5 separate regions of the Sus scrofa genome follow, and all the other regions are linked to region 5. The links are chromatin contacts, called in public Hi-C, HiChIP or PLAC-seq and promoter capture Hi-C maps. All regions are on one chromosome and are shown on one strand. The core of a region is the stretch at or near the end of the contact, and the rest is flanking DNA. Distances in the headings are between cores, read along the strand shown. Region 1 holds the start of LOC102161584 (proline-rich protein HaeIII subfamily 1-like). Region 2 holds the start of ATP6V0D1 (V-type proton ATPase subunit d 1). Region 3 holds the start of PSMB10 (proteasome subunit beta 10). Region 4 holds the start of RIPOR1 (protein FAM65A). Region 5 holds the start of GFOD2 (glucose-fructose oxidoreductase domain-containing protein 2).

Region 1 (3,451 bases), core at 349-2,848, 150 kb before region 5:
GGCTAGGGCGGAGACTGGGGCCGCGCCCCGCCCAAGAGCCGCCTCAGCCCCACAGCCTAGTCCCGCGCGCGCTTCCTCCAAACACCCTCCCTCCCACCCCCGCCCTTACTGATTCAGGGCGGGAGACCGCAGCTAAGGAACCAGGTCAACAGGACCGGGTTCCTGGACCGCCCAGAGGCGACGGCACCTACTCAGGAAGCCCCACCCCGCGGGTGCCCGGACATCGGGTGCCCTCAGAGCCCACGCGGGACGAGTCGAGAGCGCGTGCGGCGTGACGCGACCCGCAGCGCGTCCCGTGACGCCATCGCGCCCGCTTTTGAAAGTTGGCGCCCGGGGCTGCCTCCCATGCTGCCCTGCGCCAACCCCTCCCCTCACCTTTCCTCCCCCGCCCTCCACTAGTCGCCCGGCCGGCCCCCCCCAACCCGTCCCTTCCCTTATCAGCACCCGCGGCCCCGGCAGCGCCGACGCAGGCGCACTGCACCGCGCCGCCGCCATTTTGTGTCCGAGCCTGTGGAGCGATTAAACCGTGCGCGGAGCTGCTTCTTTGGCGGCAGCGGCGGCGGCGGCAGCCCGTGCGGGTGCGCGGAGCTGGCTAGAGACGCCGGGTGGCCGGAGCGGTGGAGCGGCGGCGGAGCGAGCGCTGCGGGGGGTGTGGCGCGGAGGTAAGGGGGCCCCGGGTGGAGGAGGTTTCGCGGGCCGCCTCTAGGTGTCACGATGGGGCCGCTCCGGTCGGCGCTGGCTGCAGCCCGGCGCCAGCGCCGCCGCCGGGGGGTGTTTGTCTCCCTCTACCGTCCCTGCTGCGGCGCGGCCGCCGCCATTGCCCGTCGCCGCCGCGGCCCGGCCGGCTCCCCCCCACCCCCCGCACTCCTCCCGCCCGCTAGGCCTCCCTCTTGACGACGCGCTAGGCCTCTGGCGGCGGCGGCTACAGAGGCCCGCGCGCTGGCGACTCCATTTTCCTTCCTTTGTCTCTGCCCTCGAGGCCGGCTCTTGGCCCGGTGGATCTCCCCGGCCGTGGCCCGCCCTCTGCCCTCCGCCCCTCCCGCGTCGGGTGGCCCCAGCCGAGAGGCGATCTCCGCTCCCCGGCTTCCGCACCGCTTCGCTCTAGAGCCCAGGCCCCCAGTAACCGCGCGTGTAGCCGGGTCTCCGTTTAGTATGGTTGTCGGGCCCTTGCCAGCGCCTCTTGGGCTGCGTATTCTCCAGCCCACCTGGTCCCTGGCACTTACCCGCGCCTTGCGAGTGTCCCCCGCCGCCTGGCTGCTCGGCGGTCGCTCCCAGTCCGCACGTCGCCGCCGCTGGTCTCCGTCTCCACCGAGTGGCGCAGGCGGCGCTGCTGCGGCTGCGAGCAGAGGGACCCCAGAGCTGCCGAGAGCTCCCTCTGCAAGGCTGGCTGAGCTGCTCGCGCCTCGACGCCGCCGGAGCGGGCGGGGGGACGCGCGCTCGCCGCCCCCGCCTGGCCCGGCTGCGCCCCCAAACTAGCTCTTCGCCCTACCCGACTGGCGCGGCCCCCCCATGGTGGGCTGAAAGGGCACGAGTTCGACAACAAGTAGTTTTTCTCGAGGCAGGGTCAGATTCCTCTTGCAGTGATAGCAGCCTGACTGCGCTAAGATCTCAAAGGGATCAAAACTTAATTTCATTCTCAAGTGACGTGACTAATTCGTCAATTCGGGTTTATGGGCTGGCTAAATTGGTTCAGGCTACTCTTGGGTTTTCCTCTTGCTTTAAAATTTAAAACATCCTGACGCTGACTTCGTACAGTTCTTAGTACCTGATGCTTTAGGGCTAGGCGAAGGCAGTTCTGCCCCGGGATTGTGCAACCTGATCTAAAGCGCCAGTAGGGCAGAATGAATTTATTCTTGACTCCACTGGTAATTTGCCCATATGCTGAAATATGAGGGTTGATGTTGTAATTGAATCCTGGGTCAGTAGTTGCAGTTGGTTTATAAATATCTACGCTTAATGTAACTACTCTTTAGTAGCTGACTTCCTTCCTGTAGCCCTGAGTTCAGCAATAAGTAAACATTCACATATGTATAGGCTTCATGCTTTCTTTGAGTTTAGATCGGCTGGGAAAGTTAAAATTTTAAACCCCTTTAGGGGGCAAAAGAGGCTAAACAGGGCATGTGTGTTAAATTCACTCTGTCCTTAAGTCTTCTTGCGTCGTTAAAAAGCTGCTTGTTGAATTATCAGTCTTTTCTTTTTCCTCAGATATTCTGGTACCTTAATACACTGGTGCAGCAGTTGATGTATCAACTTGGGTAGCTTTAGAAAGGGGAAAGTATTGATTAACTTTTGAGGGGGCAGGAAAGCTATATTAAGTTTATGAGGAAATTAAAACAGCCTGGTGCTAATAAGCAAAATTGATTGGTCTACTCTGTGTAATCTCAATCTGTAGAATTTTGCACCAGATGCCTCAACTGGGGAGTCTTTTCAACATTATGTTCCTTCTCCACAATAAAATTGTGCTAAGTAACTAAATGCAATTGGACTGTCATGCTTAGGAATAGAATCATGTTTAATTGACTAATATATTAGGCCATTTGTATAATTTTTGGCATTCTTGTACTTTTCAGTTTTACTTTCTTTTTGAAATTGTGGGTGGCAAGTGGCATGTTTTACTTATTAAAATAAGCTCCGCACAGATTAAAGTCTGCAGTTGAGTTAGGAGGAAATCTTATTTTCCCAAGTTAGCATTGTGCTCCATAGATGATATTTTATTTCTTAATTGATTTGTACCATATATACAGTCACCAGCTTTTTGGTTTTACAGATCATTTCTGTTTTTTTAATGCTGTAGATCTTGTCCACAGAGTTGCTATCCTTTGAGATTTCCTAAATGCCAAGGTCTGTACTTAGTTTTTATTGGAAAACTAAATTTACAGAAAATAAATGGAGGGAGAGTTCCCGTCATGACTCAGTGGTTAACGAATCCGACTAGTAACCATGAGGTTGCAGGTTCAATCCTTGGCCTTGGTCAGTGGGTTAAGGATCCGGTGTTGCTGTGAGCTGTTGCTTGGATCCCAAGTGGCTGTGGCTGTGGCGTAGGCCAACAGCTACAACTCCCATTAGACCCCTAGCTTGGGAACCTCTATATGCCACGGGTGTGGCCCGAAAAAATAAAAAGCAAAGCAAAAAAAAAAAAAAAGAGTAGTTGTAAAAGTTATCTTTAGAGATCCATTCAACCAACTTAAAGTTTAGGAGCTGTAAAAGTTATCCTTAATATGCATTAGGATTTTAATTAGAGTTTTAATATGCATTAGAATTTAGAATTTTGCTTTAAACACCACATGAAAATGAAGGCACCCACCAAGGACTTCTGGGGGCTAGGGGAGTTCCTTGGGCGTGGCAGAAGCAACGGCGTCTAGGGCCCTGAGGAGGACCTGTAGCAGAGCCTTGCAGAGTGGTTGGTGCCTGCTGGCAGAATGCACTTCTAGAGGCTGGTATATTGCTGCAG
Region 2 (3,444 bases), core at 805-3,304, 220 kb before region 5:
GATGATGGAAGATCTGATGGGAAGATGGAACCCTGTGCCCTCGGAAGCTCTGCAGGGTTGGGTGGGGGGCAGCAGCAGGAGAAAACCCTAGATAGAAACAAGTTTACCAAATGCCAGTTGGTAATCAATGATGTCCACCTTGCGATTTAAGCAAATAAAGATCTTCCCCTAGACCCAGTTAAGACTATAAAATTCCTATTAAATGCCAACTCTGTGCCAGGCCCTGCCCCGGGCAGCCTCCCTCCTTCCACTATCCTATCCTGCCACTGCGAGGATAATGAGGTTGCTGGAAAGTTCCTACAACCCAGCACACTGAAGTGCTCTCCTCTCCTTCCCCAGCTCTGCTCCTATAAAGGAGATGACAGACTTTTCTTGCAAATTTATATTAAAACCATAATATCCACAACTGTACTTTAACTTCAGTAAGTTTTTAAATTTAAAGGTATTTATTTTCATATTACTGGTCCAGTTTGCAAGGTACATAACAACCTTTTAAAAAATTGAATTCACTTTTTTTTTTTTCTTTTTGCCATTTCTTGGGCCGCTCCCGAGAAATATGGAGGTTCCCAGGCTAGGGGTCGAATTGGAGCTGTAGCTGCCGGCCTACACCACAACCACAGCAACACGCATTTCGAGCCGTGTTTGCGACCTACACCACAGCTCAGGGCAACGCCGGATCCTTAACCCACTGAGCAAGGCCAGGGATCGAACCCACAACCTCATGGTTCCTAGTCAGATTCGTTAACCACTGAGCCACGATGGGAACTCCATGAGTTCACTTCTAACCTCAATAAGTTTATGATGAGAAAATTTTCTCTAGAAGGTGAATCATCTGGCCATTCTCCCCCTCCAGCTACCAACCTGGAGGCTAGCAGTACCTCTGTTCAAGGATATCAGGTAAAAGTCAGGGATGGTAACTCACAGCTCAGCCACTGTGCCCTTCACTACACGTGGGGGAGGGGAATGAAGCAAAGACTGGAATCAGGAACATACCCAGTTCAGTAAATGTGATTCTGTGATTCAGGGATTCAATCCCACTGTGGAACTTTGTGTTCTGAGAAGAAAGGATACCACTCCTGTACTTAGGAATCTTGTCCCAAAAGGTATCTTCGTAGAGGGGGTGAGAATTATTGTCAAATACGTATGTATGAACTTCCAGACTTTCAGGGCTCTCCCAAACATTGCCTTCAGGAGACTGCTCGATGGGAGGAAATTCTCGCTAAGCTGGCTCAGCAATTCCCCAGAAAGGCTCAGTCCCAGGCCAAAGGGAAGACACAATGATCCCAAAGGCCTTGGTGTATGTGTTGGGAGGGAAAGCAGGGGACTTTTCAACTTAGATTCCCCAAGCATTGCCACTAGACAGCTCTCTGGCTACGTCAAAGTAAAGAGGTTTGTATGAGCACATCCCGCATGAAGCAACCACTCCCGAGTGACCCTCTTCCAAACTACAACGCCGGAATAACAGGTTAAGAGGTGGCCCCAGAGGAAACGAACCACTGAAGTTCTTAATGCCGCGTTTGCGTTTAGGCCCACACTGAGCTGCAACTGGAAGTAGATTCCTTTCCGAAACACCCGCCATCACTCCCGGCTTCCCAGTGAGGCCTCTCAGGCCCGGATCCGGTTCCCCGACCTCTCCAGCGCCTTCGAGAACCCCCAGCTTCGCCTCCCACACCTAGGCACCTTCAGGCCGGGGCCCGCCTCCCTGCAGGCCTTTTCGGGCCCGCAGCCCAGCCCCGCGGCTCACCCTCGAGCGTCTCGCACTGCACCAGATTAAGGTAGTCCGCCTGGCTGAGCACTCCGGCCTTCAGGCCGCGCACAAGCCCCTCCAAATAGCCATTGTCCACGTTGAAGTAAAGCTCCGGGAAGAACGACATGGCTGCGTCTGGGGCGGCGGGACCAGAGGACCCGGACCGGACCGGCCGGCACGCAGCACAACTCCAAGATCAGCTGACGCGGCGCCAGCAGTGGACTGTCAAGCTCATCAGGTGACCATAAGGAGGCGGGGCTCTAAGCAGCACCCGATTTCCGGGTGGTTTCGCACGGAACTTCTGCGCAGCCGTGGGCTGGGGGGCCGCCCTCTGGCGCCTGCTCATTGAGGAGCTCTGGCGGGAGCGACTTAAAATGTCCGAGACTAGCCGCGTGGTGGCGCCCGTGGACGCGGGGGCTTGCACTTTATAGTTTCCGAGTCCGGAGCACCTGGTACTGTGGGGGCCCCTTATGCTTGGAAATATTCAGACTGGTGAATTAACCTTCCCCTGAGGGGAACTGGGAAGGGTGGGATTTGCTGGGGGTCACGCGTCGAGTTATCCTTAAGCGGGCCCTGGATCCTAATGGTTTGTTAGCCAGCGGGGAGCGACAGACCCTTTGCAGCGCTGCGACTCTTTCCCCCGCATTTATTATATAAGCTTCTTCTAGGGTTGGAGCACGGTCCTCCTCTGCTTCTCCCAACCGCTCCTGGCACTCTTAAGAGTGTAAGTGACTCATGTTGGAATAGCGCAGGCCCTGGAGTAGGGATGTGTCTGTGGTTTCTTGGCTTAGAGGCACCTTCGCCCCTAACGACCGTCACATTCAAAATAACGCCACAACCCTGGGGTTGGTCCCATACTTTATTGGCGCCCGCCTACCCCCACCCCGACCCCGACGACATTGGCTGGCCAGCTAGGTGCGGCTGCAGGGGTTCGTGGCAGTACCCAGCTTGCGGCAGTAGCAGAAGGCGTTGAAGAAACGGCAGTAGCATGTAGCACATGGGTCGCAGCATGGTACCTGGTGTCCCAGACAGGATTCGTGCAGCCTTACGCAGCGACGTGGGGAGCGTGCCTTGCGTCCTTCAGGATCTAGCACCTACAAGGGTTGGGAAACAAGGACTTCCAAAAGCACATTCATGGAATGCGCCAGATCAAGGCAGGATGGAAGTGGAGCGTGAACGGGATGGTCTGCAGTGTCGCCCCGGGTGAGGGGGTCAGGAAGTGCAGGTAGAGGTGTTTTGTATGTTTGTTTTTCCATTTTTGGTCACCCCAGAGCATATGGAGCTTCCGGTCAGAGATCAGCTCCAAGCCACAGTCTCAGCCTAAGCTGAAGGGATGGCAAGGCCAGATCCTTAACCCACTTGTGCTGGCCGGGGATGAAACCACGTCCCAGCGCTCCCAAGACACCGCCAATCCCGTTGTACCACAGTGGCAACTCCAAGCACAGATAGAGGTTGATGCTTGACACACCCACTCAAGACTTGTGGCCTCAGCCCTTTCCCTGAGCTGTTACCTCTGCCAAGGCCTTGGCCTCGGCCTGCTGCAGCAGAGCCTCTTCTGCCCGTTCTGCAGTTGTCCTCTTCAGTGGGGGCTGCAGGCCTAGATCTGGGACAGATGATGTGAGGGCAGAACCACCCATGCACAAAACACCCACCTCCCAGGCCTGGGATTGGGAAGGGGAAGAAAGGGCTCATACAAG
Region 3 (3,380 bases), core at 793-3,292, 200 kb after region 5:
CATGGATCCTAGTCAGGTTCGTTACCACTGAGCCATGACGGGAACTCGGGCACTGCTATTTACCATCTGCTCTCACCTTATACTCCCATCTCCACCTCAAGCTCCTCTCCCCGGGTGTCAGTTTCCCTCTCTCCAGAGACCCGGTGTTCCCAATGCCCCATCTTCACAAACTTCTCTGAGTCACACCTGTGGCTCTGGTTCCAGGGGCCTATTCACTCACCCAGTGTAGTCTTGGCCCCCAATCCCAGGCTCATTTCCTTTTTCTTTCTGGGCCTTAGGCACCTATGAAGTGACATATGCCTCTCTTTCCATCCACCTCAAAACAAGACCCAGACTCCAGACCCCACCTGTTGTTCTCTCCTCCCTTAGCTCTAAATGGTCCTCTCTGAGTTTTGACCTCTCCATGCAGTCCAAGCTTTGGCATTGACAGTGGTCTGTTGGAATTGCACTTCTCCACCCTCGCTCCACTGGCTTCTCCTCCTGTACTCAGTCATCACCTCTGAAAAGCTTTTCCTGACCTCCGGATTAGGCCAGGGTACCTCTGTGTTTCCCCAGCTCCCAAGTGCACTTCCCACCAATGCAATGCCTAGTGGGGCGCAGATGTCACTCACAGTCATGTTGGGCTGGAACCGGTCTTCTAGCACTGCCAGGGCTGCATCTTGGCCGGAGCCTGTAGACAGGAGGGGTATCTGAGGTCAGCCGCGGCCGCATGGTCGCGGGAGAAACGGGAGGCCAGGATGGTATACGTGGGATTCGTGGGGAAGGGATGGAAGGGCTCACCTAGGGCCGTGAAGGGCAGACGGCTGTAGGACCCATGGGGGTGCACGCTGTAGAGCTGGGGTCCTGTGAAGTCTATGCCGCCCACGATTAGCGACGCGCCCACATGGCCCTGGTACCTTTTCCGCAAGTGGGCGCAGTCAGCCAAACAAACCAGGACCCAGGTCCCTCCCCTCCATGGTCCTGCACCCGAGCCCCGCCCCTTCCCGTGGTCTGGAGCCCCATGACTGACATTGCTGCTTCCGGTTGCCTTCTTAACTCCTCTTAGGCTGACCTCTTCCGGTCTCCCGGCACCTCGCAGCCCTGTCCTTCCTCTTGTCCCACCTCCTATCAGCCCCACCTTCCCTGCAACTGCCCCTCCCCAGGGTCGTCTTAGCCCAGCTCCAGCACCGGAAGAGCTTCTGGCGTAACATGCGAGTGACAGTGGCCACGCGCGGCTCGCGGCCGGTGGATAGTGCGTGTAGCTCTATGTTGGATGCCGCCATCCGCGTGGTCATCTCGGCGTCCGCGGCTACTCCAGCCCCACAGCAGCTGAGGGTGAAGGGAGGGTCCATGTGGTCGGGGCTAAGGTGTGCGGAGACCAGGGACGGGGAACTAAGGGGCAGTTCTTGAGAGGAATGCTCACTAGATTTTGGGGGCGATGAAGTGGATCTTTTCGCAGCTCTTGTCCGCCACGACCGAGTCGTTAGTGGCCCGCGTATCCGCGCCCAGGATTACCCCGTCCTGGAGAAGAGGGGAGAAGCCGTTAGGTCATTGCCCACTTCCTATTCCCGGCCGCCCCTCCACGCCCCACAGTCACAACTTCTTGCTCACCTGGAATACAAGACCTGCAATGGTGGTCCCCGTCTTGAGTGCGTGAGGGACCCGGAACCCAGGGAGGGCGCGTTCCAAGGATGCATTTCTGGAACGGAGGGAAAAGTCTCAGGTTTCTTTTCTTATGGGATCCCCCTCCCCCAATCACATTCTCCAACTCCGTCCACGTTTCTCTCACTTCTCCATGTAAGCCTCGGAACCCAAGTCGTCGTCTTACTTTTAAAGATCCTGGTTCTCCCACTCCCAGAGACCCTCACTGAGGACCTAGGCAGCTGGGGACCAATCATCCCCCCACTCACCTCTGGCAGTTCTCAAAGGAAAAGCCCCCTAGGGGCTCTAGCGCTATCTTCTGCATGTCCAGGTGGGCAGGGCAGTCCAGGGGTATGGAGGTCAGAGGAGTAGGACCAGCACCAAGCAAAGAAGGCCACAGCCTTGTCCTTTGTCCTTGTCCTGCACGACTGAGCTTAACTGCTTTCGCTTTCACATTTCCTCACAGCATGATGGCTCCTTTCTGCATCCTCTTTCACTTTCACCTTCACCTCTGGTCCTATGCAGCTTGGCAAGGGTGAGATGTCCCTTGCCTGGTTCTCCATGTTGCTCCCAGGCCTCTGTCTGATACAGCAACAAATACCTCCCTTCTGGCCATTGTCCCGCCTGAGCCCTGAGCTCTGCCTACTCTGACCCCAACTCTAATTGCAAGTCCCAATGCCCCAAGCTGTCACACTGACCAAGTCTCTGATCTCATTGTTACTGGCCTGCCAACAGCATCAGCTGCCTATTGTCTTTTATTACTCTCCTTCTCCCAACTCCTGCCTATTTTGCTGCCTTAGCCTTTTCCATCAAACCTCAGACTCCAAGGCTCAATCCTTGGCCAAGGCAATGCCGATCCTTCCATCATCCCTGTTTCAGGTGCTGTTTTCTCTCTCTCAGGAACGGTGCCATGGCTGTTCATCTGGTGGCCCATACACATTCTGGGCTCTACCCATGGCCAAGCCTTTTTTCACTTCCCAAATGACCCTTGATCTATCCAGATCTTTCTCCTAATTACTGCTTATCTCAACTAGCAGTATCTCTCCCCTAGATTCTACACTGGCCTCCCTGGTTTCCCCACACTTCCTGCCCCTCATCTTCCAGCACAGGCTACACTCTACCCTGCAGAGACGGGGCTTTTTACTAGATTGGAAATCTGGTCATACTCTTTCCTATTTATTTATTTATTTATTTATTTATTCATTTATTTATTTTTGTCTTTTTGTCCTTTTTAAAATTTATTTTTTATTACTTAAATGACTTTATCACATCTGTAGTTGTATAATGATCATAACAATCTGATTTCACAGGATTTCCATCCCACACCCAAGCACATCCCCCCATCCCCCAAACTGTCTCCTCTGGAGACCATAAGTTTTTCAATGTCTGTGAGTCAGTATCTTTTCTGCAAAGAAGTTCAGTCTGTCCTTTTTTTCAGATTCCACATGTCAGTGAAAGCATTTGATGTTGGTATCTCATTGTATGGCTGACTTCACGTAGCATGATAATTTCTAGGTCCATCCATGTTGCTAAAAATGCTGGTATTTCGTTCTTTTTAATGGCTGAGTAATATTCCATTGTGTATATGTACCACATCTTCTTAATCCACTCCTCTGTTGATGGACATTTAGGTTGTTTCCATGTTTTGGCTATTGAAAATAGTGCTGCAATGAACATCGGAGTACATGTGTCTTTGTGACTCATGGTTTTTAGGCTGTGCCCACGGCATATGGAGGTTCCCAGGCCAGGGGTCTAATCGG
Region 4 (3,499 bases), core at 406-2,905, 190 kb before region 5:
ACACAGACAGGCATGCTCATATACCCCGGTCATCTGGGTGAGTGTGGATGATGTGTATATGATTCCCCGTCAGTTCAACGTGAAGACTTCTGCCCAGGACAGCTGATGTGCAGCCCACAGGCTCTGGCATTTGCGTTTGAAAATTTTTTAAGTTATCACAAATTAGAAATTATGCATATGTGTGATTTCTGGTGCCTAAGAAGCATGAGAAGCCTTGGCATCTTGAAAGTGCGTTAAATCTATTCCTATATATAGTTTTCTAGATTTCCAAGGAGAGCCAGAGGTTGTCATTATGTGGAAGCTTAGCAAGGAAACAGATGTAATTCTGTGCCCTTGTGGGGTCTGGAGGTTGGGGATCTGAAAATTCCTTAAGATGAGCCCCTGGGGATTCAAGAGCCCTAGTTTAAGGAGGACTGCCTGTGTTGAGGGGAGAACCAGCAGTTCCACCACCTCTCATGATACAACAAAGCTGGGGTTTTAGATTTTAATAAGCCAGGGCCAAGAGATGGGGATGAAAGATGATGTCACCTGCTCCTTTCGCATTTCCTACAAGAAAGAAATTCATGCAGAGAAGAGACTCCTGGCTCAATAAATGAGTCACTGCTTTATAAGCCAAGAGAGATGGAAAGCAGATTCCAGGAAACAAGCCAGTAGGAAGCCTAGAGAAAGTGCTCAGCTTTAGTGTGAAACTGTCAAGCTTTTCTGCTCTTGTGGAAATTCAAGGAGAAAAAACAACACTGAGAAAGACTAGAGAAATAGCAAGGAGCCAGACAGAGCTCAAGTGAGGGCCTGTGCATTTGGGCAAATTGGAATGAATGATGGAGATGGCACCAACCAACCCACTCCACAAATTATCCAGGCAGCTTCAGAAGAAGAAATATCCCAGTGTTCCAAGGCCTGCAGTCATTCCTAATGCAACAGATATTTATCATCAAGTTCCCATGCTGGGCACTGGCTGTGGAGTACTTAGGGCCCTGTTCCTACAGAGCTCACAGCCATTGAGCAAGTCATCACATTTGTGCCAAATGACAAGAAGATTCAGGGATGTGAGCCACTGTGAGGATGCTAGAAGGCTTCTTGACATCTAGGGCAGACACATTAACCATCAGGCTAAATTTCAGGCAGAGGCCTGGATCAGATGAGCGGGGCTGCTTGGAAGAAATGAATGGAGCTCAGTTTGGGAAACAGAAGCACAAGAAAAGACGGGATGGGTCCTTTCTCTTCCCCTATGTGGGGTTATTTGTTTGCTTAGCAAATTCTGGGGAGGTGCATCTCCTAAGTGCCAGGCAGCCGATTTAGCACTTCATGTTTATTTACAGAGCAGTTCAATTCAGCAGTATTTACCGAGCTCACTGAGCAGCTGGGCCCAGCCATGGAGCAGGCAGGGGGCACAGCAAGAGCGAACTTTCAATGGTGGGACCCTACGAAGAAGTCTCAGGAGTCCCTTGTTGGCCGAAGTAGGGTGAGAGAGCTGAGGCCTGAGGGAATACCAAGCTGATCTTCAGACTCCAGCCCGGTGGGGAGCAAGAAGAGTCCTGGAAAGATCCCTGCCCTGAGAAGCCAAAGCCAGGCGGGGGAGGTCCCACCTCAGCACATTCTCTTCTGAGTGACACTGGAGATAATTAACCCAGGGACCTAACAGCTGCCACCATTGCCCTTTAGGAATTTGGGCCCTCCCGGTCTGACATCCAGGCCACACTCCCACTGCTCAACTCTGTGGGAGAAAGGACTCTCATTAAACCCTTTCATCAGATGGGTGGGCCTGGAGCCCCCTGCATGCTGGTCTGCTTCCTGGGACAGCCTTTGCCAGCTCCCTGGGCCTAGGCTGATGGCTACCTTCTCCCTAGGCTGAGAGCCTAGCAACTCTCTTCTGGTCCAAGTCCTTCTGGCCTTCAAGGATCATGACTCAACTTGCAACAGCATCCAGGGGAGCAAGGAAGCCCTGGAAGAGAAGGTAAGAGTCTTGGTTCCCATCCCAGCCTGGCTACCTGTTCACTGGCCTCAGGCATGGTCTTTCTCTATGCAACTTGATGACTTTTGAGATCTCTGACCCCTGGGTATGGGAATCAGGCACAGTGTCAAGTGACTTGACTTCAATCTGGCCTTGGTATGTGGAGCCCTGGGGAGGAGCAGGTGGCCCTTTCTGGAGGGGCACCAGACAAGGGCTGTGATGGGAGAAGCACTTTTGAAAGTGAAGAAGAGGTTACTGATCTGGCCTGGGGTCCAGGGAAGGTATCCCAGAGAATAAACCGGGATAGGCACAAGTTAGCCAAGTGAAGGAAAGAGGATAAAGATGCATAGAACAGCCTGTGCAAAGACATGGGGGTGTGGGAAGGCAGGGTGTATTCAGGGAACCAAAAAATTCAATCTGGCTGGAGCTAGGATCTCATGGGGAGGAAATGGCCAGAGATGAAGGGCCAGCAGGGAAGTGAGAGGGGACAGGGTCTGATATGCATAAGAGATCCAGCCGCCCTGTGGAGAATGGATCTAGCCAGGCGAAACCAAGAATAGACACTAAGAGGCCAGCAAGGAGGTGCAGATGGTGCCCTGGCCAAGGGTAGGGCAGCAGGGGCGGGGAGGACAGGAAAGATTGATGAGCAATGAGGTGTCAGCGGAAAAGCCACCAAGACTAACATAAGAACCCGGGAGGGAGAGCAGTTCTGAGGAGAAGAGAGGGGGTCGACTTTATACAGTGCATTTGGGGTGCCCAAGAGTCATCTTAAGGGGGAAGACAGCACAAGAGATGGGGGGTCAAGATTCAAGGCATCACTGTGGAAACAGAAATGAGGCCCTGGAAGTTGTCAGGATGGCTTGGAGAAAAGTATCAAGGGTGAAAGGGGCCCAGCACCCTGAGGAGCCACCAAGGGATGTGAAGAGGTACAGCCAGAGAAGCAGCTAGAAATCCAAGAGGAGCCACCAGAGAAACCAGAGGGAGTTTCAGAGAGGAGGGGAATCATCTGTGTCCAACACATCCAGAACAGGGCAAAGGCTGAGAGGACTGAGAAGTGGAGGGTCAGGGAGCATTTACACAGAGGCTCCAGCTTCCCAGTGACCATGATCTGCAACCAGGTCTGAGTGTGAGGAAGGCCATTGCATAAGGCTGAACAGGTTGTGCACTGCACACTCCAGTGACTCTCCATTCATGATAAGTGGGCACTCCTTGGAGTTTGGCGGGGGTTTTTTGAGAAGCCTGTTGCTGCAGTGTGGAAACTTACCACACGGTGACGCCAAAGACCAGCACTCTACTTCTTGGGCTTGGATGGAGACGGGCAGGGGTCAGTTTGAAGATGGTAGCACCCTAGGTCATCATCATATGTGTGGAGAATATTGCCACATGCCTGGTGCCTAGAACCTTCCCCATCACTACACCCTCCATATCGCTGTCGGAACAGTTCTTCTAGCAGTAAGAGCTCAGAAACAAACTACACATCACACACAGTGGTCTTTGCCAGGAGCCGGGCCTGAAAGGATCCCAGGCAAGCTGCTCATCCTGTGATCT
Region 5 (3,176 bases), core at 237-2,736:
AAAGTAGACCAGGTGGTAAGAGAAAGCCTCTCACCACAGAATCTTTGCTGTGAAATGGGGGGAGGGGGGTCCACCAATAGAACTGTCTGCTGAAAATTTTCACCTCGTGGTCCAGATAGATTCTCTAAACTCCTAGTCCAAAAGCAGTAACTATTTTACATTTTCCGTAAACTCTTGTTCCCTGGTGTGGCTTTTCAGAAGGAAATAAGTTTCCTTCTAAAACAAGAATATACCTAGATTCCCTGACTACCATCTTCTTCGTATCTCTTTGTATCAAAATAATGCATTAGGTGTCTTTTCTAATTTAAACAGCTGTTCCCTTCAACTGAAGGGTCACAGAATCAGGGCTTTTCTCAGACTTCTGTGCCCTGAAGCTTACAAAGGTCCTCTGTGCCCTGCCCCACCAGATTCTGGATATTCAAAGGCCACCGACTTCCTTCCTCATGTATCCTTCCCTCAGCATGACCCTATGGGTACAATGACTATAAATAAGGATTATAACCTTTCTTGGTGTCAATCCAAGGCAGCCTTAAACTTTTCTGTTCCGGTCTTGTGCTTTAGATTCTTCCCTAAACTCTCACACAACTTTTCACAAGTCCTGATGTCCTGGACCCTTCTAAGTTCCTCACCATTCGTGTGATAATACCTTGAGAGGAATACCTCACCTCACCTTTTGTCTCCACAGCCATCTGCTTCCTACCTGAGCTTCAAAGGTAGCCAGGCCCAGGGAGATCTGGCCAGCGGACACTCGGGGACTGGAAGAACCATCTGCACCTTTCAGAGTGTCGTTTCTCCCATCTGCCACCTGAACACTTTCCGTAAATAATGACTGATCTCCCACAAAGTACCAGCTCACTGGGAAAGACGAGGGACCAGTTACCCCACGAGTTCTTTGTCTCAAGTTCCCATACCTCACATCCTTATCCACGAAGCGTTGGTCCTCACACAGGTAGGGGGTCTGCTCCGCACAGGGCGGTGGAGCCTAGGTTTTCGCGTCCAGTAAAGGGATGGGTTATGGCCAAGGTCCTTCCAGGAACCCAAATTCTACAATTCTACGACCAAACTTGCAGGTCATATTTCCGAGGTGGGACGACGAAATCTGGGGCGACCCCCGAGCCTGCGCTGACAGTTAGAACGGCCCCCTCCCACCCCAGCTTAGCTCATCCCCTCCTCCGACCTCGGGCGCCGGTCCGTGGAGGAGGCCCGGCCGGCGCCCGCTTGCCTCCGCGCCATGCCCGTCATCCTTACCCGCCCTCACGGGCCGCCTCTCACCTGGCACGCTGGCATCCCCCGCCCAGGGCTACACCGGAGACCACGGGTCCGGACAGGTCTCAGCGGCCACCCGCCTTCCGTAAGGGAGGCAGGGGCGGACGCACCAGCCCCGAAAACTAGCTCGCAGCCACCGGGAACGCGCCGCCCGGTTTCTAAGGAACCGGGGTCTTTGGAAAAGGAGGGGGGGGACGGCGGGAGGTCTGCGCATGCTCCCTGACGGTAGTGGACCAGCGCTGGGAGGGGCCGGAGCCGGGAGCTGCGCATGCTCGCTGATCGGGGGCGGAGGTTAAGCAGTCTGGCTAGAAGCCCTGGTCATTCATTTCCGGCGGTGGAGGCGAGGAGCGAGCGGTTTTCCAACTTAGGCTGTAGGTCGAAACTGGCACAGATCTGATCCCTAGCCTAGAAACTCCGTATGCAATGGGGTGGCCTTGATTGTGGGCCTTGATTTTCCCAGAATGAAGGAAGGTCTCCTGCTGAATAACAATTTATCTTTGCAGAAAGGCAGTTCTCTCAAACTTGCCGGACTTCCTGGCTTTCTGATTCTAATGACTCGTTTTTCCGTGCTTGGGCTCCCTTTCTGGATGTTTTTTGGTTGTTCCTTAACAATGTCAAGTGTTTTTCAAGACTGTAACTTCGGTCTCTCTGATCTCTTTACCGAACCCAAGTATATATACCACTTTGTAACGAGACTACCGTTTCACCAGACTGTCCGATATAAGAATGAAACGAACCTGTAAACCTTGGTGCAAAACAGGTGATGTTGAAAATGTGGGATTAGGGGTTATTTCTGCATGGGGAGACCCACCCCTGCTTATCTCTCTCTCTCTTTTTTTAACCATGCCCTTTGGCATGCAGGACTTACTGGGCCAGGCATGGAACCGAAGCCACAGCATTAACCTGAGCCACAGCCATGACACTGCCGAATCCTTAACCCTCAGGCCACCAGGGAACTCTCGTTGAGAGTGTGGACTTCTAAATCTCCCCTCCCCCAGCCCTGCACGCTTAGTTGGCATTAGGAAGATGTCCCAGCCAGCTCTCCAGAGCAGCCTGTGATGATTAGAACGTGTCAATCGAGGGATTGCTGCTGGTCACACAGTGGTAAGAACCCTACTAGTATCCTTGAGGTTGATCCCCACCTTGCTCAGTGGGTTAAGGATCCAGCATTGCCGTGAGCTGTGTTGTAGGTCGCAGACGGGGCTCTGATCTGGTATTGCTGTGGTTCTGGCGTAAGCCAGCAGCTACAGCTCAGATTGGAAACCTAGCCTGGGAACTCACATGTGCCGCAGGTGCACCTCCCCCCCAGAAAAGACAAAAAAAAGAGTATGTCAGTGAAGCCGCAGTTGTTTACGTTGAGACCTGCTGAGCAGCAGGGCTATCCCTGCTTTGGCAGGAGACAGGACTTCCTGCCACTACCACCACCTTGGTGAGCATGGAAGTCTTCCAGAGAAATTGTAACCCCTAACGGCCTCTTCTGATGGCATTTTATCCCCTTTGTCCTTCTCCCTGGATTCTGAACAGCCAAGCAGAAAGGAGGCAGAATCAAAAGCGTGCTTGTATTTGATCTGTTTCTTCTTTTTTTTTCCCCCTTTTTTGGCCACCCCATTGCATATGGAGTTTCTAGGCTAGGGATCAGATCTGTGCCAGTTTCGACCTACACTGCAGCTGCAGCAATGGTGCAGCATATGGAAGTTCCCAGGCTAGGGGTTGAATTGGAGCTGCAGCTGTGGGCCTAAGCAGCGTTCTAGATTGGAGCCGTGTCTGCCACCTACGCTGCTGCTCACAGCAACACTGGATACTTGACCCACTGAGCAAGGCTAGGGATCAAACCCGTGTCCTCAGGGACACTAGTCAGGTTTGTTACCGCTGAGCCACGAGAACTCCAAAGCTGGATCTTTAACCCGCTG

The links. Promoter capture Hi-C pulls out the DNA fragments that hold promoters and counts their contacts. A called contact is a pair of places that touch in the nucleus more often than the background predicts. HiChIP or PLAC-seq counts read pairs in DNA pulled down with a chosen protein or histone mark.
Region 1: a Hi-C map of liver shows a contact between it and region 5, with 2.7 times the contacts expected there. The contact joins the promoter of LOC102161584 here to the promoter of GFOD2 in region 5. A contact is called at or near these places in 4 of 47 Hi-C or Micro-C datasets (fetal liver, heart right ventricle and liver) and 1 of 2 datasets of contacts at active chromatin or transcription factors (alveolar macrophages).
Region 2: a contact with region 5 is called in a promoter capture Hi-C map of liver, with 2.9 times the contacts expected there. The contact joins the promoter of ATP6V0D1 here to the promoter of GFOD2 in region 5. A contact is called at or near these places in 1 of 5 promoter capture datasets (liver) and 1 of 2 datasets of contacts at active chromatin or transcription factors (alveolar macrophages).
Region 3: a contact with region 5 is called in an H3K27ac HiChIP or PLAC-seq map of alveolar macrophages. The contact joins the promoter of PSMB10 here to the promoter of GFOD2 in region 5. A contact is called at or near these places in 2 of 47 Hi-C or Micro-C datasets (embryonic fibroblasts and heart right ventricle) and 1 of 2 datasets of contacts at active chromatin or transcription factors (alveolar macrophages).
Region 4: a Hi-C map of mesenteric adipose tissue shows a contact between it and region 5, with 1.9 times the contacts expected there. The contact joins the promoter of RIPOR1 here to the promoter of GFOD2 in region 5. A contact is called at or near these places in 5 of 47 Hi-C or Micro-C datasets (embryonic fibroblasts, heart right ventricle, mesenteric adipose tissue and 1 more) and 2 of 2 datasets of contacts at active chromatin or transcription factors (alveolar macrophages and skeletal muscle).

The regions. Positions count from the first base shown.
Region 1 is chr6:28,195,184-28,198,634 of Sscrofa11.1, forward strand. LOC102161584 (proline-rich protein HaeIII subfamily 1-like) reads right to left here and starts at 1,599. Exons shown (of 3, transcript XM_021094085.1): 1 at 1,224-1,599. It also overlaps a transcript of CTCF not described here.
Region 2 is chr6:28,130,026-28,133,469 of Sscrofa11.1, forward strand. ATP6V0D1 (V-type proton ATPase subunit d 1) reads right to left here and starts at 2,055. Exons shown (of 8, transcript XM_003126946.4): 1 at 1,745-2,055. The coding sequence starts at 1,874. It overlaps AGRP (agouti related neuropeptide), which reads right to left. Exons shown (of 3, transcript NM_001011693.1): 2 at 3,259-3,350; 3 at 2,659-2,841. The coding sequence ends at 2,659.
Region 3 is chr6:28,545,567-28,548,946 of Sscrofa11.1, forward strand. It overlaps PSMB10 (proteasome subunit beta 10), which reads right to left and starts at 2,043. Exons shown (of 8, transcript NM_001044565.1): 1 at 1,890-2,043; 2 at 1,591-1,678; 3 at 1,403-1,500; 4 at 1,168-1,308; 5 at 781-896; 6 at 612-670. The coding sequence starts at 1,945.
Region 4 is chr6:28,154,853-28,158,351 of Sscrofa11.1, forward strand. It overlaps RIPOR1 (protein FAM65A), which reads left to right and starts at 1,656. Exons shown (of 22, transcript XM_021094059.1): 1 at 1,656-1,954.
Region 5 is chr6:28,346,711-28,349,886 of Sscrofa11.1, forward strand. It overlaps GFOD2 (glucose-fructose oxidoreductase domain-containing protein 2), which reads right to left and starts at 1,487. Exons shown (of 4, transcript XM_021094104.1): 1 at 1,273-1,487.